Linked DNA regions of Sus scrofa: region 2 is linked to region 1. The links are chromatin contacts, called in public HiChIP or PLAC-seq maps. All regions are on one chromosome and are shown on one strand. The core of a region is the stretch at or near the end of the contact, and the rest is flanking DNA. Distances in the headings are between cores, read along the strand shown.

Region 1 (4,133 bases), core at 5-2,504:
TCATAAAACTTTTGTTCAGTTGTGTGTTGAGTGGATACTAGATCATAATTTAAAACATTTCTTACTGTGGGTATAAATAATATATAATTATTTATGTAGAACTATTGTATGTACTAAGATAATGTTTGCATCACCAGAAAGCATTGAGATAGGGTGGGATGAGCTCTGAATTGGGAAAACTGGACTCTATGGCCACAAATGACTTAAAGTCAGTAGAGATCCAAAGAGGTTATTTTTTTTCATGTAAAAAGTGAGGAAATTAAATTATATGATTCCCAGGTTTCTTTCCAGCTCTAAAATTCTGTGCATTTCTAAATTCTAGAGAGCAAGCTTGGAAGGCAGCCATGCTCACCATTATACCACCAGTGTGCATTTGAGAACACGTTTGATTTTCTTTAAATTCTACTTAACTTGGTTGCTATAACTGCTCAGGATTCCAAATGAGCTGTTTGTAGACCCAAATATATAATACACTAGAATAAAATTTTCTGTAAAATCCCTTAAGACAATATGAACTATATGTAGTCTTTAAATATTTTTTTTACATTTCCCAAAATTGCTAAATAGAATATTAACACTTGGAGGTGGGGGATTGAGGCTTTTGGAATTTGACTAGAATTAAATCAACTTGGTCTAATGAAACAATTTAGCTGTTTAGAAGCTCTGATTGGTTGCTGATAACTCTGAACTTTGGGGAACACTAATGATAATGAAATAATGTTGCAAAGCCATGACCTAAAGCTATCCTGAATAGATACAGAGAGATGGCCGGAATTGGTGATTAGCAGCAAAAAGAAGGGCTCAAGTTGCTATACAATTACTTAACTTTGTTGCTTCTTAGCATCACAGCTGCAGTAGTGATTTGTGTATTTCATAATATGAACCCTCTTACAATGACTGATCTTCGGATAAAATCTGGATCAGCAGTCACACATATGGAACATATTATTTTTAACATGCAATTTGATAGACAACATCTTCCAAAACATTAGTCTATTGGGGGAAAATTAATGAAAGGTTCAAAACCACTGACCTAAGATTTTTCTCCCAGAATGTCTCTGAACATTTTGTACTACTCAAAACTTCCCTGGAGGCACCTTCATAATGATAGGTAAAAGATCCCATCTTCAGAAATGGTTGGTAGATAGGTTCCCATACCCATTCCCTTTTCAGAAGGTTTCTATCTGCTACACTGCCTTCCCGGGCCTGGGCTCTGCAGGGTGTTGCACAGGGCGCAGTGTGCACACGCAGAGTCCGGCTCTCTGTGAGCACAGAACTGGGGCACATCTCACGGCCGTCGCACGCTGGAGCTCCACCTTCATTACCTGTCAGTTTGGTTTACACCTAAGTGGGTAAATCTCTCCCCTTAGTGGGGTAGAACTGTAATAAGCTTTTAAATGGGAATGATTTTGGTGTTTAGAAACTCCCATCAACCTCTGAACACTAAAGAGAAGAAAGGTAGGCAAGGACTCTCTTCCTTTCACTCTGAAAATAACTATCAAGCACATTTAATAGCAATGACGTCCTGCCGGGACTGTGCAGGTCAGGCAGGCAGTGTTCTTCCAGGCCGAGAGCATTAATTCTCACACCTGGGCAGTGTTTCTCTTTTCCGACTTGGAGGCAGTGGTCAGAAGGCTGAGGACACCTTGGTGCTATGGGGCTCTTACGCCCCCTTGTGCTCCTTGGGGAGAAGCATTTCTAAAGCAAGCAAGTTCCGTATCTTGCAACCCACAGAACCCTTTGTAGACAAACCAGGCTTTGCTATGTTTTGAACAATCACTGCCAAACCCAGAAACCAGTGCTATGATGTAGAGACAAGTCATCCATGATGTGAGGATTTTAGGTTAAAGAAAAACCCTCAATCTCCCCCCTTTCCTCTTTCCTTCATTCTTTTAGGGCAGGATTTCTCGGCCTGAGCACAACTAACATTTGGGGCTGTATACTTCTGTTTGCTGGGAGGCTGTCCTGTGTGGTGTAGGATACCTAGCAGATTCCTGGCCCTGACCACTGGATGCCAGAAACCCACACACCCTCTCCACTTGTGACAGCTAAAAACATCTCTGAGCACTGCCTAATGTCCCTGGGGGGCAAAGTCACCCTGGTTGAGAACTCCTGTCTTTAGTATGTCAGAAGCAGAAATAGCACAAAAACTTTTGCTTTAGACATTGAGATATAAATAAAATTATGTATGCCATACATGAAAGAGCATTAAAATGCTCTAGAGGGAGTTCCTGTCGTGACAGCATTAACAAACCTGACTAGTATCCGTGAGGATACGGGTTCAATCCCTGGCCTTGCTCAGTGGGTTGCTCTCAGTGTTGCGGTGAGCTGTGATGTAGGTTGCAGACAAGGCCAGGTCCTGATTGCTGTGGCTGTGGCATAGACTGGCAGCTGCAGCTGCAGTTTGACCCCTAGCCTGGGAACATCCATATGCCACAGGTGTGGCTCTTTTAAAAAATGCTTTATAAATGTAAAGGAACATTTGTGTATTATGAAGTCTTCTTACTTTGGGAGTTTTTGTAAGAAACCATAGCATTCTACCATTCTGATATCAGAACCTACTGAAGTTTTAACACCTGGGGCCTTATCCTCCCTGGCACTTCTTTTCTTTCCCTGTGACAATATATTAGATAATCAGAAAGGAAATTGGTACGTGGAAGATGGAGGAGAGGGAAAGAGGAAGCAAGACATAACAGGGAAGTGCCTGACCTGAGTGGAATGACCCCTTTCTCATTTCCACCCGCACCTCCATTTTGCTCCCAGTGACTGAAAAACTTTTGACTCACTCCATAGTTATAGTCCTTTGACCTTAATGTTTACTCAGCAGACCTTCCTTAAGAGCCACCTTGTGTTAAACCCTGGGTATTCCAAAAGGGGTCGGACATGGTTTCTGTCCTCAAAGAGCTCACAGTCCAGCAAGAGAAAAGAGAGTGACAGAAAATGCCTCACCCTGACCCGGGGGAGCTGTGTTCTTGAGCAGTGGCCTCAGGCTGTGACGGACCGTAAGTGCAGACGGACTGAAAAGTGGTTCGAGAGGAGTTCCCGTAGTTCCCATCGTGGCACAGGGGTTAACAAATCCAACTAGGAACCGTGAGGTTTTGGGTTCAATCCCTGGCGTTGCCGTGACCTGTAGTGTAGGTCGCAGATGCGGCTCAGATCCCGCTTTGCTGTGGCTCTGGCGTCGGCTAGGGGCTACAGCTCCGATTGGACCCCTAGCCTGGGAACCTCCATATGCCACGGGTGCATAGAAAAGGCAAAAAAAAAAAAAAGGTGTGAGAGCAGCACCCCCTCAGTAGAACCCACACCTGGAATTTGGGGGTTTGCCTTCTCCTGGCCAGTGATGTGTGTGCTACCCTCTCATGACGCTGGTCAGCAGTGAGCGCAGCCCCCAGTCGGTCCTAAGACCAGGAGGGCAGACGTTCTCAGCACAGGATTCCTTACGTGGGGGAGTCAACACTTCTGGTAAAGTAGTCTTTGTGGTAAACGATGAGGATCTGCCCAGGCTTAAGGTGGGCCCGGCTAAGCTGTGCTGTGCAGTCTGTTCAGCGAGTAAATGCATTGTCAGTGCACCGTGGTGGTGCTGGGGGTGACCCCACTGTCAGCTGGGTCTGTACGGTCAGACCCAGGCCCTGCCCCAAAAGGGACATCGAGGCTTCCTTCTCCAGCTAGAGTCCTTCATAACAACATTCTCGTAGATCTGCTCCGCTTTTTCTCTTCTCAGTCATTGGGTGAGTTCTGTGTGTGCTGGGAGCATGTGCTCTGCCTTGACTGGTAACCCTGGTGAAGGGATCGTAACATGCTCGTCGGGCAGACACTGGATTTGGGTCTGGATGCAGTTCTGCCAGCTTATAGCCGCCTCCTACCGAGGAGACCCCTCACCTGTACCCCCGTCTTATTTGTGTGTTTAAGTGGCTCTCACTCCTTACATCCATCCTAAAATGGCAGTAAACACATTGTCATTTCTTGTATAGCACGTATATATAATTCACATGGATTAACTACACAGTTGTTAGTCACAATCATTAGAATTCTAATTAGGCGAGAGCTAAAATGTGACTCAGATTTTTCTCATGGAGTTGGCTGACTGACACCTATGTGGTTTATGTCTGCTGTATGTGGGACTGCTGCTCTTC
Region 2 (4,289 bases), core at 790-3,289, 200 kb before region 1:
AGTTTCATGATGAACTGCTCTGGCCTGTAAAACAGGCAATCCTGAAATTTCACTTCTCTGGCCTTGCTCTGGATGGTAGTATAGCCCACGTGATACATTTTTGAGAAAGATTGTTCTGTTGTAACATTGACAAGCCACCAAGACCTAGACCTGGGTCTAAATTGAGAATGTACCCCAACTCAGTCCAACCCAGAGTTACTCAGATTGTCTGGGCTACTTGGTACCATTGCATTAACCAAAATTGACCCATGGCTAGTATATCAATGAGGTTCTTTTTAAAACTGCTGTTAAATTACTTCTTCTATTTTTAATCAGTGAAAAATTAATGTAGCCCCACCAATCAAATGCTGTGCTATACTGATTGACATTTATTGGTAAGGAAATCCCTTTTTCATACTCTCTGAAACACTATTTACAAGAGGTTTTCTTGTTTTAGGAGATTCAGGCCTTTCTTTTCCTGGTTGCTGAATACAAACCTGCTGTCAATATGAGTAGTTCCTCTCTCCATGTACAGTTAACCTTTTTCTGATTTTCTGTAGACCTAGAAATTGGAGACTCTCTATCTAGGACAGTGTAGCAAAAATTTTTTAATGTACAAATGACAAACACTGAAGAGTCATAGGTAGAAAAATGTCAATTTTTTTGGTTTTTATTATGAGTACAAAATCTAACTGTGTGAAATTATAAGAATATAAGACCTGCTTATTTTATGGATAATTTAGAATCACCTGAGATCTGTCCCTCTCTGAGCAGAAAGAGAAACTCAAGCAGAATCACTCATCGAGAGATTAGGGTGTAGGGAGCTTTGAATAATCCGCATATTGATATTAACTGAGTTTTTGAAATTTTCCTAATTCCATTTTATTGCGGTACTGGTATGGAAGGAAAGCTCTTTAGGAGTAATCTTAGGTGATTTTTTATATGATTTTTTGTGGGTTTTTCCAAGAGGAAAAAATTAGTTAATATTGAACCAAATAGCTTTAAACTTCCCAAAGGCCTTTTTTTAACACTATCATAAACTTTCTTCTTTTTCTTAGGCCTTTGAACTGGCCACAGGCGACTATTTATTTGAACCTCATTCAGGGGAAGAGTACACTCGAGATGAAGGTAAGTCCCCTTAACCAAATAGGTCTGTGCATGGTGTTTTATATTAAGTATTAGGCAGACTAGATATTTTATAGTAGATATTAAAGAATTCTATATGAAGATTAGAGAAAAGACCACAGTTGATCAAACTTGAACTTGTATTTGCTAGATTTCTTCTAAAATATCTAGTTAGCGTCCTTCCTCTGTAAATCAGTGATAGATTTTTTTTGCTTAGTTTGGACCCACCTGTTGATTAGCTTGTTGCTCAGTTATACTTCCAACTTTATTTGGAAGTCAGTAATTTTAACATGCACACACACTACTTGAATGCAGAGACTATATATATCCTATTTGTCTACATAAATTCTACAGTATTTAGCATTCTTTTTTTCTCCTTTTGAAAATTAAAGCCATGTTTTTTTTCTTTTTAAATAGTACTAACACTTAGAATTCCATTTTATTTATTTTTTTGTCTTTTTTTGCTATTTCCAGGGCCACTCCTGCGGCATATAGAGGTTCCCAGGCTAGGGGTCCAATCGGAGGGGTCCAATCGGAGCTGTAGCCGCTGGCCTACACCACAGCCACAGCAACGTAGGAGCCAAGCCACATCTGCAAACTACACCACAACTCATGGCAGCGCCAGATCCTTAACCCACTGAGCAAGGCCAGGGATCGAACCCGAAACCTCATGGTTCCCAGTCGGATTCGTTAACCACTGCACCACGATGGGAACTCCCTTAGAATTCCATTTTAAAACAAAAAATTTTTTTTTCTTTTTTCGCCACCCAATGGCATATGGAGATCCTGGGCCAGGAATCAGATCCAAGCCACAGTTGTGACCTATGCTGTAGCTGCAGCAACGCTGGATCCTTAACCCACTGTGCCAGGCCGGGGGTTGAATCTGCATCCCAGGGCTCCACTAATTCCATTGCGCTACAGCGGGAACTCCATAAAACAAAATATTACTCATTTACATTTTGCAATAGCCAGTGGGAAAACCCAGTCTGTCAGTTACTGTATCTGAGAGATTGTGAAAGCAGACAATTAAATGTGTAATGAGGGAATTCCCTTGTGGTACAGCAGGTTAAGGATCTGGCGTTGTCACTGCAGTGGCTCAGGTCACTGCTGTGATGTGAGTTCAATCCCTGGCCTGCAAACCACCAGCACAGCCCAAAAAAACTGTGCGCATCTGTGAGATGATGAGCTTTGGGGGGTTTTTTGTTGTTGTTTTTTGTTTTTAATCATGGTGGCATCCAAGTAACTTAGAAGAGATAATAATGTGAATGAAAAAAAATTATTAAAGAAACATTTTGCCTTCTTTTTTATGCAGTTTCAGTGCTATTTTCAGGATTAATGGGAATTACTTTAAGAGCACTAGCAATGGAGTTCTCGTCGTGGCTCAGTGGTTAACAAATCCGACTAGGAACCATGAGGTTACGGGTTTGATCCCTGGCCTTGCTCAGTGGGTTGAGGATCTGGCACTGCCATGAGCTGTGGTGTAGGTTGCAGATGTGGCTGGCATCCTGTGTTGCTGTGGCTGTGGTGTAAGCCGGCGACTACAGCTCCCATTCTACCCCTAGCCTGGGAACCTCCATATGCCTCAGGAGCAGCCCTAGAAAAGGCAAAAAGACAAAAAAAAAAAAAAAAAAAAAAAAAAAAAAAAAAAGAGCACTAACAATGTACTCTCCCAATGTGGAAAAAATGTCTTTTCCTCTCTGTACTTTACTTGATTCTTTGGGATATCAGGTTTTGTGCTCCATAGAACCAACAATGCTGTTTCTCAAACTGGTCCCCCAGGATGTTAATAGGCAATGTTAGTAAGGCCTGCTGATATTCCTGATAATAGTAGTGTTTGGAAAATGTTCTGATAACTAAGTCCTGTAGCAAAATGCCTGTTTTAGTAGGTATGGTTTGGATGTTTTTCTGTACTTAAGCCTCTTTCAAGAACATACTATAATTGAATTACCACCTGTCACCCACTTGATTTTCCCTGCTATATGCTTGGCTTTTTCCTGTATTACAAGTTTGGGCCTATAGACTTAAATATTGTTTTAGAAAATGCCCTACTATATCTGTTTGCAAGGGTGATTAATTTTTTTCTCTTCTTTTCCCAAGACTCTATGAATAGTGTGTTGTACAGGACTCAGTGGCTAGAATTATATTATGTAGGATCTTATGCTACCAAACCTGAAAATTGCAGTGTATATGAAAAGTCCCAAGTAAGGGACAAGGGAGAACCATCTACCCTAGATATTTAGATCCTAATGTATTCCCTCCTATGCCAGTCAGTACTAGTACTCTTTAGATAAAACCTCAGACTACTATTATGTCACCCATAAGTGCAGGAAAAAACAAACCCTTATCCCCTGGCTTGTGTATGCATAGTGTGTTACAAGTCATGGTAGGACTGGGGCCTAAGTGGCAGGTCCTCTGTTATTACTGACATTCCACAGCCCTGAAGCTTGGAATAATACTTGATAATTTTACTTGGCAGGTGTATTAATCCTGTTACTAATTGATAAGTCATAGATAGTTTGTTGGAATTAAATGTAATATAATCATTTCAAGGGGAAAATAATTCCTTGGTAGAGGAAAAATATTAAAAGAACCAGTACCTCACTTGGAAGTTTACAGTAAGGCAAATTATGGTTTCATTTATAATTAATTTATCGAAGATATTTATTTGCAAGTTCTGTCTAGAATTGGCATAAATATCTTGGCAACCAGACTTGTTATCAAACCATAAATTCAATCAAAACTCCCAAAGGTTATACTGAATTCATGAATATAAATCCCCCTTAAAATGATACCACTGGGGGAGAGTTCCCATCGTGGCGCAGTGGTTAACGAATCCAACTGGGAACCATGAGGTTGCGGGTTCGATCCCTGGCCTTGCTCAGTGGGTTGAGGATCTGGCACTGCCATGAGCTGTGGTGTAGGTCACAGACGCGGCTTGGATCTGGCATGGCTGTAACTCTGGTGTAGGCTGGTGGCTACAGCTCTGATTAGACCCCTAGCCTGGGACCCTCTATATACCATGGGTGCAGCCCTAAAATGACAAAAGAAAAAAGAAATATTTGGGCTGATTTTTAGTTTAAATTAAAAATAAACACTCTGGGAGTTGTAGCCTGGAAACCTCCATATACTGCAGGTATGGCCCTAAAAAGACGAAATAAACACTCTGGACTAGATATAATAAGACA

Evidence for each region. HiChIP or PLAC-seq counts read pairs in DNA pulled down with a chosen protein or histone mark.
Region 2: a contact with region 1 is called in an H3K27ac HiChIP or PLAC-seq map of alveolar macrophages. The contact joins two enhancer-like sites. A contact is called at or near these places in 5 of 47 Hi-C or Micro-C datasets (embryonic fibroblasts, fetal heart ventricle, mesenchymal stem cells and 1 more) and 2 of 2 datasets of contacts at active chromatin or transcription factors (alveolar macrophages and skeletal muscle).

Annotation. Positions count from the first base shown.
Region 1 is chr7:31,449,927-31,454,059 of Sscrofa11.1, reverse strand. The region is part of intron 9 of FKBP5 (FK506 binding protein 5); the gene reads left to right. Among named protein-coding and RNA genes, the nearest start is that of TULP1, 72 kb to the right of the region's middle. Within about 2 kb of position 1,254, at least 10 of the 83 cell types and tissues checked have an H3K27ac peak or open chromatin away from gene starts, as enhancers often do. A contact at or near this core is called in alveolar macrophages, where this site is marked.
Region 2 is chr7:31,651,446-31,655,734 of Sscrofa11.1, reverse strand. SRPK1 (SRSF protein kinase 1) reads left to right here. Exons shown (of 16, transcript NM_001144113.1): 14 at 1,038-1,107. Among named protein-coding and RNA genes, the nearest start is that of LHFPL5, 30 kb to the right of the region's middle. Within about 2 kb of position 2,039, at least 2 of the 83 cell types and tissues checked have an H3K27ac peak or open chromatin away from gene starts, as enhancers often do. A contact at or near this core is called in alveolar macrophages, where this site is marked.